Linked DNA regions of Mus musculus: regions 1 and 2 are each linked to region 3. Evidence: chromatin contacts called from public Hi-C data. All regions are on one chromosome and are shown on one strand. The core of a region is the stretch at or near the end of the contact, and the rest is flanking DNA. Distances in the headings are between cores, read along the strand shown.

The links. Hi-C and Micro-C count contacts between places; a contact is called where the count stands out from the background.
Region 1: a contact with region 3 is called in a Hi-C map of cerebral cortex, with 5 times the contacts expected there. The contact joins the enhancer-like site here to the promoter of Tmem178 in region 3. A contact is called at or near these places in 13 of 39 promoter capture datasets (the 3T3-L1 cell line, cranial neural crest, embryonic stem cells and 6 more), 3 of 484 Hi-C or Micro-C datasets (cerebral cortex and nephron progenitors), 16 of 115 datasets of contacts at active chromatin or transcription factors (VIP interneurons, cardiomyocytes, craniofacial prominence and 9 more) and 1 of 9 other capture datasets (embryonic stem cells).
Region 2: a Hi-C map of cerebral cortex shows a contact between it and region 3, with 2.0 times the contacts expected there. The contact joins the enhancer-like site here to the promoter of Tmem178 in region 3. A contact is called at or near these places in 9 of 39 promoter capture datasets (the 3T3-L1 cell line, cranial neural crest, embryonic stem cells and 5 more), 1 of 484 Hi-C or Micro-C datasets (cerebral cortex) and 13 of 115 datasets of contacts at active chromatin or transcription factors (SST interneurons, craniofacial prominence, embryonic basal ganglia and 7 more).

The regions. Positions count from the first base shown.
Region 1 is chr17:80,618,908-80,622,705 of GRCm38.p6, forward strand. All of the region lies in intron 16 of Map4k3 (mitogen-activated protein kinase kinase kinase kinase 3), which reads right to left. Among named protein-coding and RNA genes, the nearest start is that of Cdkl4, 43 kb to the left of the region's middle. Within about 2 kb of position 2,199, at least 17 of the 459 cell types and tissues checked have an H3K27ac peak or open chromatin away from gene starts, as enhancers often do. A contact at or near this core is called in cerebral cortex, where this site is marked.
Region 2 is chr17:80,599,767-80,603,471 of GRCm38.p6, forward strand. Map4k3 (mitogen-activated protein kinase kinase kinase kinase 3) reads right to left here. Exons shown (of 34, transcript NM_001290345.1): 28 at 2,427-2,530. Among named protein-coding and RNA genes, the nearest start is that of Cdkl4, 24 kb to the left of the region's middle. Within about 2 kb of position 1,810, at least 6 of the 459 cell types and tissues checked have an H3K27ac peak or open chromatin away from gene starts, as enhancers often do. A contact at or near this core is called in cerebral cortex, where this site is marked.
Region 3 is chr17:80,942,812-80,946,307 of GRCm38.p6, forward strand. It overlaps Tmem178 (transmembrane protein 178), which reads left to right and starts at 1,821. Exons shown (of 4, transcript NM_026516.2): 1 at 1,821-2,277. The coding sequence starts at 1,878.

The DNA of each region.
Region 1 (3,798 bases), core at 949-3,448, 320 kb before region 3:
TGGAATAGTACACCTGGCATTTGAAATTATAGTTCTCTTTCTTAAAGTAAGGAGGCTGACATACTTTGGTAGACTCATGCTCTCAGGCAATCCTGCAGAATGGACTCAGCAGTCGGCTCTCTGCAGAAGCCCGCATGCATGTGCTGTGAACAAATGAGTGCAGGAGCAGCCTGCTTTCCCGGAGGACACTCGCTCACCTCACGGCTGCTCTCTGGTGGTGCATGGGCAAACACATTCACACTTTTGGGAGACTAAGGCTGGGTCAGACCAGCTGTGAGGCTTTCACTCTAAGGAGCTAAGTTTTAAAAGGCTTTTATTTTCAAGAATGTGAGGGACTGGGGTGTTCTTGGACACAGCAATTCAGGAAGCACACTACCTATCCACTGTGCATGTGCTGAAACGCAAAGCCTTCTCCAGGCTGCTGCAATTCCTAGGAGAAATGGACTCTTCTTAAAGCTTGTGAGGTTGTACCTCTAAATCGCTTTTCTTACAGTTATCATACCACGAAATCCCAAAGGCATTGTTAGCTGTCTACTGTAGACAGTGAGTAGAATGCTTAGCTATCAAGTTTATTGAGCAGGCCAGCCTGATGAGTTTTCAAATGACAAGTTATGAATCGGAAATGGTAAATGACACAAAAAACAATTAATCAATTCCAAGTACCAGAGCAAGAAAGAACAACTGACGTGTCATATTTGAATGTCGTGTTGACTGTGATGCTCTCCCAGGGCCGTAAGCCACAGGAGCTTATGGCTGCAGCGGCATGGCAAAGGAAGACAAAGCCGGCTGGCTGCCGAGTCCTGCTGTCACCACACGCCTTGGTATTTCAATGTGAGCAGGCACACTTTAGTTCCTGGTATGCAAGTGGGAATTGCAGCAGTAGGGGAAGTGCCCGCAGTGACAGGTGGCTGTGGAAAGCACTTGAGAGGCCTGGGCACACCAAGCACTGCTCCCCTGCATTCTTAAGGACACCTCCGGGAAGCGCTCGCCCAAATTACAGTGGGAGAAGCCTGTCGCCTACGGGAGGGCCTGCTAGGCCCTACTGTTTGCAGAATACATAACTTTTTCTACTCTCATTTCTCCCATGGTTTTCTAGAAACTATATGCTATATGACATAACAGATTAAATGAAGTAGCAGACATGAAAATCCAGCCATCTTGCAGAAAGTAAAGAAAATATGAAAAAAGAAAACAATGCCACCTCCTTACTATTATTATTTTCTCAGAGGAAAAAGTAGCTCTTTCCATAAGAATACTGCCTGTTATTGCCCCAGCAGTTTGCTAGACTGCACGGGTGTAACTGGAGTGACACAGACATGGGTACTGTGTCAGAGAGAGGAGACATTTGAGCTGGTCCCTTAGAGCAATACTTTTTTTGTTGTTTTGTTTTGTTTTTCGAGACAGGGTTTCTCTGTGTAGCCCTGGCTGTCCTGGAACTCACTGACCAGGCTGGCCTTGAACTCAGAAATCTACCTGCCTCTGCCTCCCGAGTGCTGGGATTAAAGGTATGCACCACCAGTGCTCGGCTAGGGCAAGACTTTTTAAAAAACTGTATAAAACATGTACTTTATTAAAGATGAAGATGTATCACTATTTATAAATAAATAAATAAATAAATAAATATATTTGGAAACCCTTTTGTTTACTTTTCCATCCTAAAATACTATACCAGCAACAAGAAGGCCTTAGCATGGTGATGGTACAAAGGGGCCCAAGATTTGAGAAGTGTGTGGCTTTCCCAAGTTAACACAGTCTCTGGGGGATGGTGGGCTTTTGTATCCTCTCAGAAGATAAGCCAGCAGTGGCAGCAAACGCCTCTGATCATGTCATTAGCCTCTGATCATGTCATTAGCCTGGGCTATATAGTGAACAAGCCTTTCATAAACAAACAAGTAAAAACTACATTTCCTAAGCATGTGACAGCTTTTTTTAGGCATTAATATTTGAAACTAATTAGGAAGAGAGTTTACATATAGTTTTACTTCCTGTTACCAGAACCAACGGGATCCACATGGCATTTGGCTTTGTGTGTGTGTGTGTGTGTGTGTGTGTGTGTGTGATATTTTCTCTGGCCCAAGCTGGCCTCAGACTTGCTGTGTAGCTGAAGATGGCCTTGGATTGTGATCCACCTGCCTCCACTCTCTGAGTGCTGGGGTAACAGCACATTTTTGGGTTTTGTGTGGGTGTGGTACTGGGGATGCACTGTGGCTCTGTGCACAGCAGGGGGAGCCACACCCCATCTCCCACACTCTGCTTCTGCAGTGAGAGTCCTACAGGAAGCCCTGCATCGGCATTGCTTTCTCATGTCTTTCTATGAATGAAGGTATTTTGCTAACAAGTTATAGAGCCTGTAAAGTTGCATAGAGGACACGTGGCCGACTTTTGTGGCTTGACAACTGAGAAGATGAGATGCAGCTCAGTCTGCTGAGTGAGCCATTGCACTCCCACAGCAGAGAGCGCTGGAGAACAAGTGGCTCCAGGCTACACAAGAACAGAGCCACCTTCTCACACCCACTTGCACTTGGCTGGGAAGGGGTTTTTGGTAATAGAACTGAATGACTATATTGAAATGATGGAAAAAATCTCATGAAAATTTCTAAATTGGCACAATGTATGAACACAGATTTCAGTGACAAGGAGGGAAACTGAGGTGGGAAAGTCTGAAGCCACCGTCAAGCACGCAGCACATCTAAATTAGCAAAGGGAGCCATGCGGCAAGCTACTAGGCTCACACAGCGGCCAGGCTGACTCAAAACAACTTGTGTATGCACTTCCCTGACTGTATGTAAAAGCAAGAAGCTCGGTATTTCTCTAAAATTAAACAACAGTTTATCTACTTCCTAGCATAATTGACAATTACTAAGTAGCTACTTACACGTAAAAACAGTAAGTGCCCACTAAGCCCCATGGGTACTAGATAGTTCACAGTGGCTACTCATTTCTGCCTCTGCAGTTGGCTGCCATGGGAGCCGTGGTCTGACTGACTCATGCTTTACTCCTATCCAGGGACAGTTAGTTATCCTTACAACTATGCTCTACACTACAGAGAAAACCAGACGCAGTTTAGCTTCCTTTTAAAAATAACTGCTTTGGTTAAAAAAATAACAGAAGGTCAGAAGAACCAGTCCCAGAGATACCAGAATTCAAAAGAAAAGGTGTTAGTTGGGTTTTGTTATGGAAAGCAAAGGCCATGCAACAAATCTAATCCAAAGGTTCCTGTGGGATACGAACTAGGCAGAAACCCATTAATGGAATCTGCCAACCTTCACCTATAGAGAAAGCAGGAAATCCTGAGTTTTAGTCCAGTGCTGCCTCGCTGAAGAATAAAGGAGACTTATTATACAGTAAGAGAAGTGCTGCATCTGTGCTCATATCACATGTATGTGCACATATCACATGTATGTGCTCATATCACATGTATGTGCACATATCACATGTATGTGCACAACGACACAGGAAACAGCCAGAGCTAAGACTTTGGCCAACCTACCTTGCCAATGACTCGTTATATAGAATACAGTTCCTTAAGCAGGGATCCAATTCATCAAAAAATGAAGGGTGGGCAAATTATTAACATTTACCTGGCTAAAGTAGCTATACATACTAAGAAAAGGTCTAACATTAGGAAAAAATCAGACAACTGGAGCTGGGAAATATAGAAAAGCATTTGTGACTATATTACTTTTCAAGCACATTAATTTTAAATGAAAGGGTGAGCGACATATAGTCAAAATATTCAGCGTCTTCAGGTACATGAAAATTTGGTTGCAACGGAGTCCTTAAAAGCCAACGGTATCA
Region 2 (3,705 bases), core at 560-3,059, 340 kb before region 3:
TCTCCATGTAGCCAAGGCTAGCCCTGAACTGGTGACTCAGCCACTCAGCCTTCCAAGTGTTGGAATGATATTGGCATGTGTCCCTATGCTTGGTCAAACCTGTCATTTCTTTAACAAATTTTTAAAATCTAATTTTATGTATATGGGTGTTTTGCCTGCATATAAATCTGTATACTAAATGCATGCCTGGTGCCTGCAGAGGCCAAAAGAGGGTGTCAGATCTAGAATTGAAGTTAAAGATGGTGTAATGGCTATTCCTGGTTGTCAACTTGACTATATCTGGAATGAACTACAGTCCAGAATTGGAGGGCACACCCATGATCCAGATCTTGAGGGTGGAAGACACAAGTTTCTGACCTGGATCTTGGCATGGAGATCTTGAGGCACAGTGGCCATAAAAACTTAGGGCCAAGCAAGGAAGTACACACCCTTAATCCCAGGAAACAGAGACAAGGAGATCTCTGAGTTCAAGGTCAGCCTGGGACAAAGCAAGTCCCAGATCCAAGAGTGGTGGCCCTCAGGTACTTACCTTCCGCTGGAACGTGCAGGTCATCACAGTAAATCCCCTCAATGTGGGGAGAGACATTCTATAAGTCCTGTGACTCTAGAGAGCCCTAAGACAGATGGCTAGAGGTGCTGGGAATTGAACATGGGTCCTAAGGAAGAATAACTAGTGCTCCTAACCACTGATCTATTTCTTCAGACCCAACCTACCATATTCTTCCAAAAAATTTAATTTTTAATTATGTGCCTGAGGAGGCAGAGGTGTTGGATTCAATGGAGCTCTTAATGGCTGAGCCATCTTCAGCCCAACGTTTCATATTCATGATCAGGCAATTTAAAGAACTTAAAGAATCTTTCAGATGAAGTTAAGATCAATGAAGACTTCGGCAGAATATTTCTGGGTCTTTCTTTCATTTCCTTTCCTTCCCCTTCCCCTTTTTCTTTTTCTTTCTTTCTTTTCTCTGAGCATGTAAGAATTCAACAGGTTTTGTCTCCGTGTACATTTGGCTTCCTCTAATGATTAGGCTGAGTGCAAAAGTCACAGCAGCATGGGGTCCTGATTTAGAGAGTGGTCCTCACATCTGACTTACTCCAGCAAACAGCGCTGAGTTTTCTTTAGAGTAAGAACATAGTTGCTGGGGAGACCTTTAATTTCATCTTGTTTATGATAAAAATGTGGCCTAATGATGCAAACACTGTCCAACATGCCACCAAGAGGATGAAAGGATACAGAAAGCAAGGGAATATATTTGAATGCACCTAATAAGCAGTCACACTATAGAAGCCAAGAAAGCTAAATAAATCCAAATCCACAAACAAAATGAACAGTGCACAGGAGTCATGAAGCACAAAGAGCAAGGAACATTCAAGAATGTCAGGAAAGGGGCATGGGACCCTCCTGGATGAGAGCGGGGTGTGCACTGACTCCTGTCGCAGAAAGCTGGCCCTAGGCCTCAGTCATCAGTCAGGCCAGGTTCTCCAGTGCTGTCCACTTAGGAAAGAGAAGCCACAGAGGGATAACCTGTGGCTTACTGCATCTAGGAGCACACATTCCCTCCTGCGTGTGTTTGTGTGTTGTATGTGTGTGTTGTGTGTGTGAGTGGTGACCCTCTCCTGACTCTCCCAGTGCTGGGGACAGACACAGTTGCACGTGGCTGTGCCCTGCTTTTCCTTGGCAGGGGCGAGGGGAAGTGGTAATTCACACTCAGGGCCTCAAGCATCTTACTCGCTGAAGCACACCCCAGACACCCTGCACAGGTCCTGTAACAGGAAACGGCCTGCAGAGGGCGCTCATGCTGAAGCTTAACTATCCTTTCAATGCGCGTGGCTGACTGACATCACAGGAGCCGTTTTCACTATATAGACGTCAAGAATGGAGGGAACAGTCAGGGTGGAGCTCAAGGAAGAAAGGCAGGAGGAGACTGGGAAACTCAACTGTACAGATGTTCGCGCCACCCGGGGAAAGGCATACTTTTCACACTCGGCAAGATAAAGGAGAAGCTGAGAAAAAATGGATTTTGCCATAAGTAGGCTGCATTCCACGAGGTATCAACAGGGCTACTTTCCTTCAGGCTTTGGAGTAAAGCATTTTTGTGTAGTGATTTTTTTTTTTTTTTTTTGAGCTGGGGTCTCATGTACTCTAGATCCTTTTGCCTTCTTCCCCTCAAGTGCTAGGATTGCAGGAAAGCAAAATCAGACCTAGATCCTCCTTGAAAGATCGAAGAGACGCTTAAACAAAACCCAGTCTCCCGAAGGTCACGGGAGCCAGGGAGCTCGCTCCAGTCCCCCACTGCCATCCCTGGGTTCTTTCAGAACCTCCATGCAGCCACCGCATAACTTCCAGTCTACACACACTTGAGAGTTGGCGGAAATAAGAGCAAGGCTAACAAAGGGTTTGTACTACAGATGTCATGAATACTTACCTTAATTAACATAAATTTCTGCATTGGCTCAACCCATTCTAATAGAACAATGCTGGTCTGAAGCGCCCCGCACAGGTACTTATGGCCCGTGTAAGGATTTCTCACTGAAAAGGCAAAAAGAGGAAACATCAGCCTTCTTAGAATACAAAATCTGTACAATAATAGTTATTATGGTCCAAAAATAGAGACTACAAAAAATCAAAAGCAGGCTGCCATTTCTTAATAATCGGATATTATAGTGAATGAGAAAGACTGCTTTAGAAAATAGTGAGAGTGTCCCAGCACTTAAAGGCTTTTGTTTAATCCCAGCACTTGGGAGGCAGAGGCAGGTGGATTTCTGAGTTCGAGGCCAGCCTGGTCTACAGAGTAAGTTCCAGGACAGCCAAGGCTACACAGAGATACCCTGTCTCGACCCCCCCCCCCAAAAAAAAAAGCTTTTGTTTACATGCACGTATGAGACTGTTGTTCACCATCAGGGGTCATGTGTACAGTGGCACCCAAGGCCACACCATCCTGAAGGAAAGGGCCAAGGTGACTCTGGTGAGAAGTTGTCAAATGATGTGATATGCAAACTCAGGTGGTTACAGAGTGCTTTTGACAGCAATGTACGGAGGTTATATTTTTGGCTTCTAAAAATAAAGTATTTGCTTATCTCTTTTTTATTATATCCCTTTTATAATCACTAGAAAATATTACAGGCACTAATAAGATTTTATAATACAACTTGCAAATAATAAAATTGAACTGCCTCAAGTGTTTGAACTTTTCTTACATTTAAAATCTAATGTAAATACATAGGAATAAGGAGGTTTCTGAAAACCATGGAAAGGAAGATGGCAAAATCCCCTAACTTCACCTGGGTTTTAAAGAGCTATGAGGCAGAGGCATAGAGGGACAATGCTACCCGGGCAAAGCCAACAGAGAAGCCCAGATCGTAAAGCGGGCCCAAGGAAGAAGAAAGTCCTGATCCTCACACAGGGCCAAGTCCTTGGTTAGCTGCCACTCACGGCAGCAGGTCCGAAGCAGCCCTGAGACCCGTCTGTCCCAGCCAGCTGCTCTGATTTCTGCTGAGCTTTCCGCCCAGCCTCAGTCTCTGATGTCATCCTCTTCTTGGCTCTGTACTGCTCCTGTCTGGTGAGCTCGGCTTGCATTTGTGGTACAGTGAATATGGTTCACGTCCGCAGTAGTCCTCAGCTACCAACCTGTATGCTCAGATGGACGCGTGCGCCATCTCTCTGCTGCCTGCATCCAGCTAAGGCGAGTGTCGGTACTCAGCTTA
Region 3 (3,496 bases), core at 571-3,070:
AATCCTGAAAACGCTTCCTCTGCCGGGTTTAGTGCTTCCTGAGAAGGAAAAGCTGATTGTGAGAAGAACACTAAAATTGTAATTCTTTGTCTTCCTTAATTAGACCCAGAGCTCATCACAGTTCTTGCTGAAGCTGTGAGGAAAAATCCAAGCAATAATTCACATTGTCAGGTCAGCAGACACGGGCATGGGGGTCTGATAGGACCAAGATTTGCTTAAGGGATCTTTCTGTGAAGTGAACAGCTAAGAAGAGGTACATGCTCTTCCACAGGAAAAAAAAAATCCCTGAAGACGTGGAGCCCAAGCAGCAATGAACATGGATCGCAGCAGCATCTCGTGTCACCGTTACAGATGCCATTCCATAGGAGGCAGATCAACCACCTCTATACCAACGGACGTGGGGCACTAATTAATAAGTCCCATTAAAGCACGGAGTAATGACATTTAGCATCTAATGAATGCCTCATAATCTCTTCAGTCATTAATATTTCATAGTGTCAGAGCATAAGGATAGCCGTCCTGGACTGGTACAGCATGGTTTTCTGCCTCTGACATGGCCCCAAGGGTGTAGGTGGGACCAGGGTATGGCACCTTGCCATGCAGAATATACATGCGCATCATTCACTCTGTACTTTGGTCCCAAGGATTCCTCTTTTAGAAAGATCCTGCCTGCCATTTTTAGAGTGAACATCTGTGACTCCAGAAAAGCCCTGGAAAAGCAGAAAGCCTCAGATGTTGACCGGTGTAGAGCACTGGTTTGTTGTTGACCCTCGATGACCACCAGGAAAAAAAAAAACTAGTACAGGAGAAAATCATTACTTTGATTTATCACTGGTGGGCTTGCTTTATTCAAAGGCAATAATCACTTGGCAGAGCAGGTGCCACTGCAAGGCCGTATTGATCCAGGAGACGGTCAGTCACTCAGGCGTAGAGATAGCCCAAGAAAAAGAAGTCCATCTCAGAACAGGCAGGAATGAAGTGGGCGGCTATTATCTCTGACTGTGGTTCTGTGGCTCCAGGGACACTGGGCATCTTCTTGCAGAAGCAGGGCTGGAGCAGAGAGAAGGGTTCCAGGCTGCCAGGAGCCCGAGAGAGGGAAGCAGGGCTATTGAGCTAGCTGCCAAGGTCTCTGAGATTGGATCCTTCGGAAGTCTAGAAAAGAGGCTGGCTGCTCTAGATCAAGAGTCTAAAGAGTCAAAACCACACGCGTTCAAGGATGGGATTTGCTCCTGGGAGCAAAACAGAGACAGTGATCAAAATCAACTTGGACAAGAGACAAAGATCCAGCCTGATGTTGGTGGATGTCTTGTAAGGTCGTGGGAGGGACAGAGGATCGGAGGTGGTGTGTGCAGGGGTAGGTGCAGAGAGGGTTGGAATCCAAGGCAGGTATATAAAGGCAGAAGGAGCCAGGGACACAAAGGCCCTCCCGAGTGGGGAAAGAGCGTCTGGAAGAGTTGAAGAAAAGTAAAGGGAAAGTAGGGACGGGGTTAAGAGGAGAAAGGAGGATAGAGAGCAAAGGGAGGATGGAGAGCAGAGGTGAAGGCAGGGAGAGGGGGCTGGAGAGAGGGGGCTGACCGCGGGAGCTGGAAGCAGGGAGAGGGACGAGGGGCGTGATCGGCCGGGGTAGCGGGTGGGTGGGTTGTGGAGTGCGGGGAGCCGGCTTAGGGGGAGGGCCGCGGGAAAGTGAGAGCGCGGGAGGGCGCGGGGCCGGGCGGGAGGAGGCTCCCGCGGGGGAGAGAGGCGGGCGGGCGGCCGTGGGAGGGAGAGTGCGGGGCAGGTGGCAGGGAGGGAGGGCGCTCGGCGGAGCGCCGAGGCCAAGTGCATTGTGTCTGGCGGCGGCGGCGAGCCCACCGGCGGCGGCTGCTGGCCGGGAAGCCATGGAGCCACGGGCGCTCGTCACGGCGCTAAGCCTCGGCCTCAGCCTTTGCTCCCTGGGGCTGCTCGTCACGGCCATCTTCACCGACCACTGGTACGAGACCGACCCCCGGCGCCACAAGGAGAGCTGCGAGCGCAGCCGCGCGGGCGCCGACCCCCCGGATCAGAAGAACCGCCTGATGCCGCTGTCGCACCTGCCGCTGCGGGACTCGCCTCCCCTGGGGCGCCGGCTGCTCCCCGGCGGCCCCGGGCGCTCAGACCCTGAGTCCTGGCGCTCGCTTCTGGGGCTTGGCGGGTTGGACGCTGAGTGTGGCCGGCCACTGTTCGCCACCTACTCGGGCCTCTGGAGGAAGTGCTACTTTCTGGGCATCGACCGGGACATCGACACCCTCATCCTGAAAGGTGAGCGGCGGGCGCGCCCCGCGTCTCTACGTCCGCGCGCGGAGCTCAGCCCGGGCATCCCAGGGGCGCGCGGGTCCCCGCGGTCGCCTCTCCAGTCGCTGCGCTCCGTTGCCCCGCGCATTTTTCACCCTTCCAGATTGCTTCCCTGCTTTCCTTCCCCAGCTACTCTTCTTTCTCCCTTTCCTTGCTCCTTCATCCTACCCTTCTTTTACCATTTTCCTGGACTCCGTTTTACCCCTCACACTGTCTCTTTATCTTCCCTAAGACTCTCTCCTCTGGTCCTTCTCTGTCTGTGCCTGGCTGACTCGGGGTGTAGATATGGATTTTCTTGACAGTGTTCCCAGGGAGGGTGACAGCCACAAAGACTGATCTTTCTCAACTGGGTTCCTTTCCTCAACTTGCATTTTCCTTTGAGACGTGCCCTTTGGAAGAGACAAGGTGTAAACCTCAGAACAAGGAAAGAGGGCTTTCTCATGGATTGAGCTCGCTGGTATACCATTAAATCGAGGTGGCATTCCAGCCTGGAATGGGGAGCGAAGGTCTGTCCTCCAAACACTCCAAGTTCAGGATCTGTTTGAATTGGACTTCGTATTCCCTAATTCACTAGTAAAGGCAGCTAAAGGGATCTAAGACACCGGCTTTACTCATTATTCAACCTTCCAGATGACCACCCTCCTCAGGGTCTAGGAAGCAGCTGAGGAGAGCCAAGGGCCAAGTCCTTGAAAGTAGACTTGCGCTCAGAGATTCTACCTGCCACGCTCTTATGGTTGTGACACTTTGTAGGTTGTCTTTATTGTTTTGTTATTGGGCTTTGCGTTGGTACAGCATCATTTTGCTCTTCTGGAATCTATGCAACACCTATCTTATGTATGGAATCAGGTAGTTTGAATATTTTCTTTGTAATCCTCTCTTGTGGTGATTCCTTTAACTTCTAAAGATCAAACCTTAGTAGAATTTTTTGTCCCCTGAGAGAAAAACAAATAAATAAACTTCTTTTCCTTGGACTCACTGTTCCCAAAAGGAAGTACGAGGTCAGTCCATTTGAAAATATTTAGAAGCAAGTGAACAGATGTAAATTGAATTACAGCCTGCCATGGAACTACCGAGAAAGGAGGGGGTTAATACTGGCCTTCCCCATCTTGTTCTTTGGCATAGTCTTCATTTCTCAAACATGTCAATTTCCTCCTTCCCATGGCTAGCCCAGCTGGGGACTGCCATC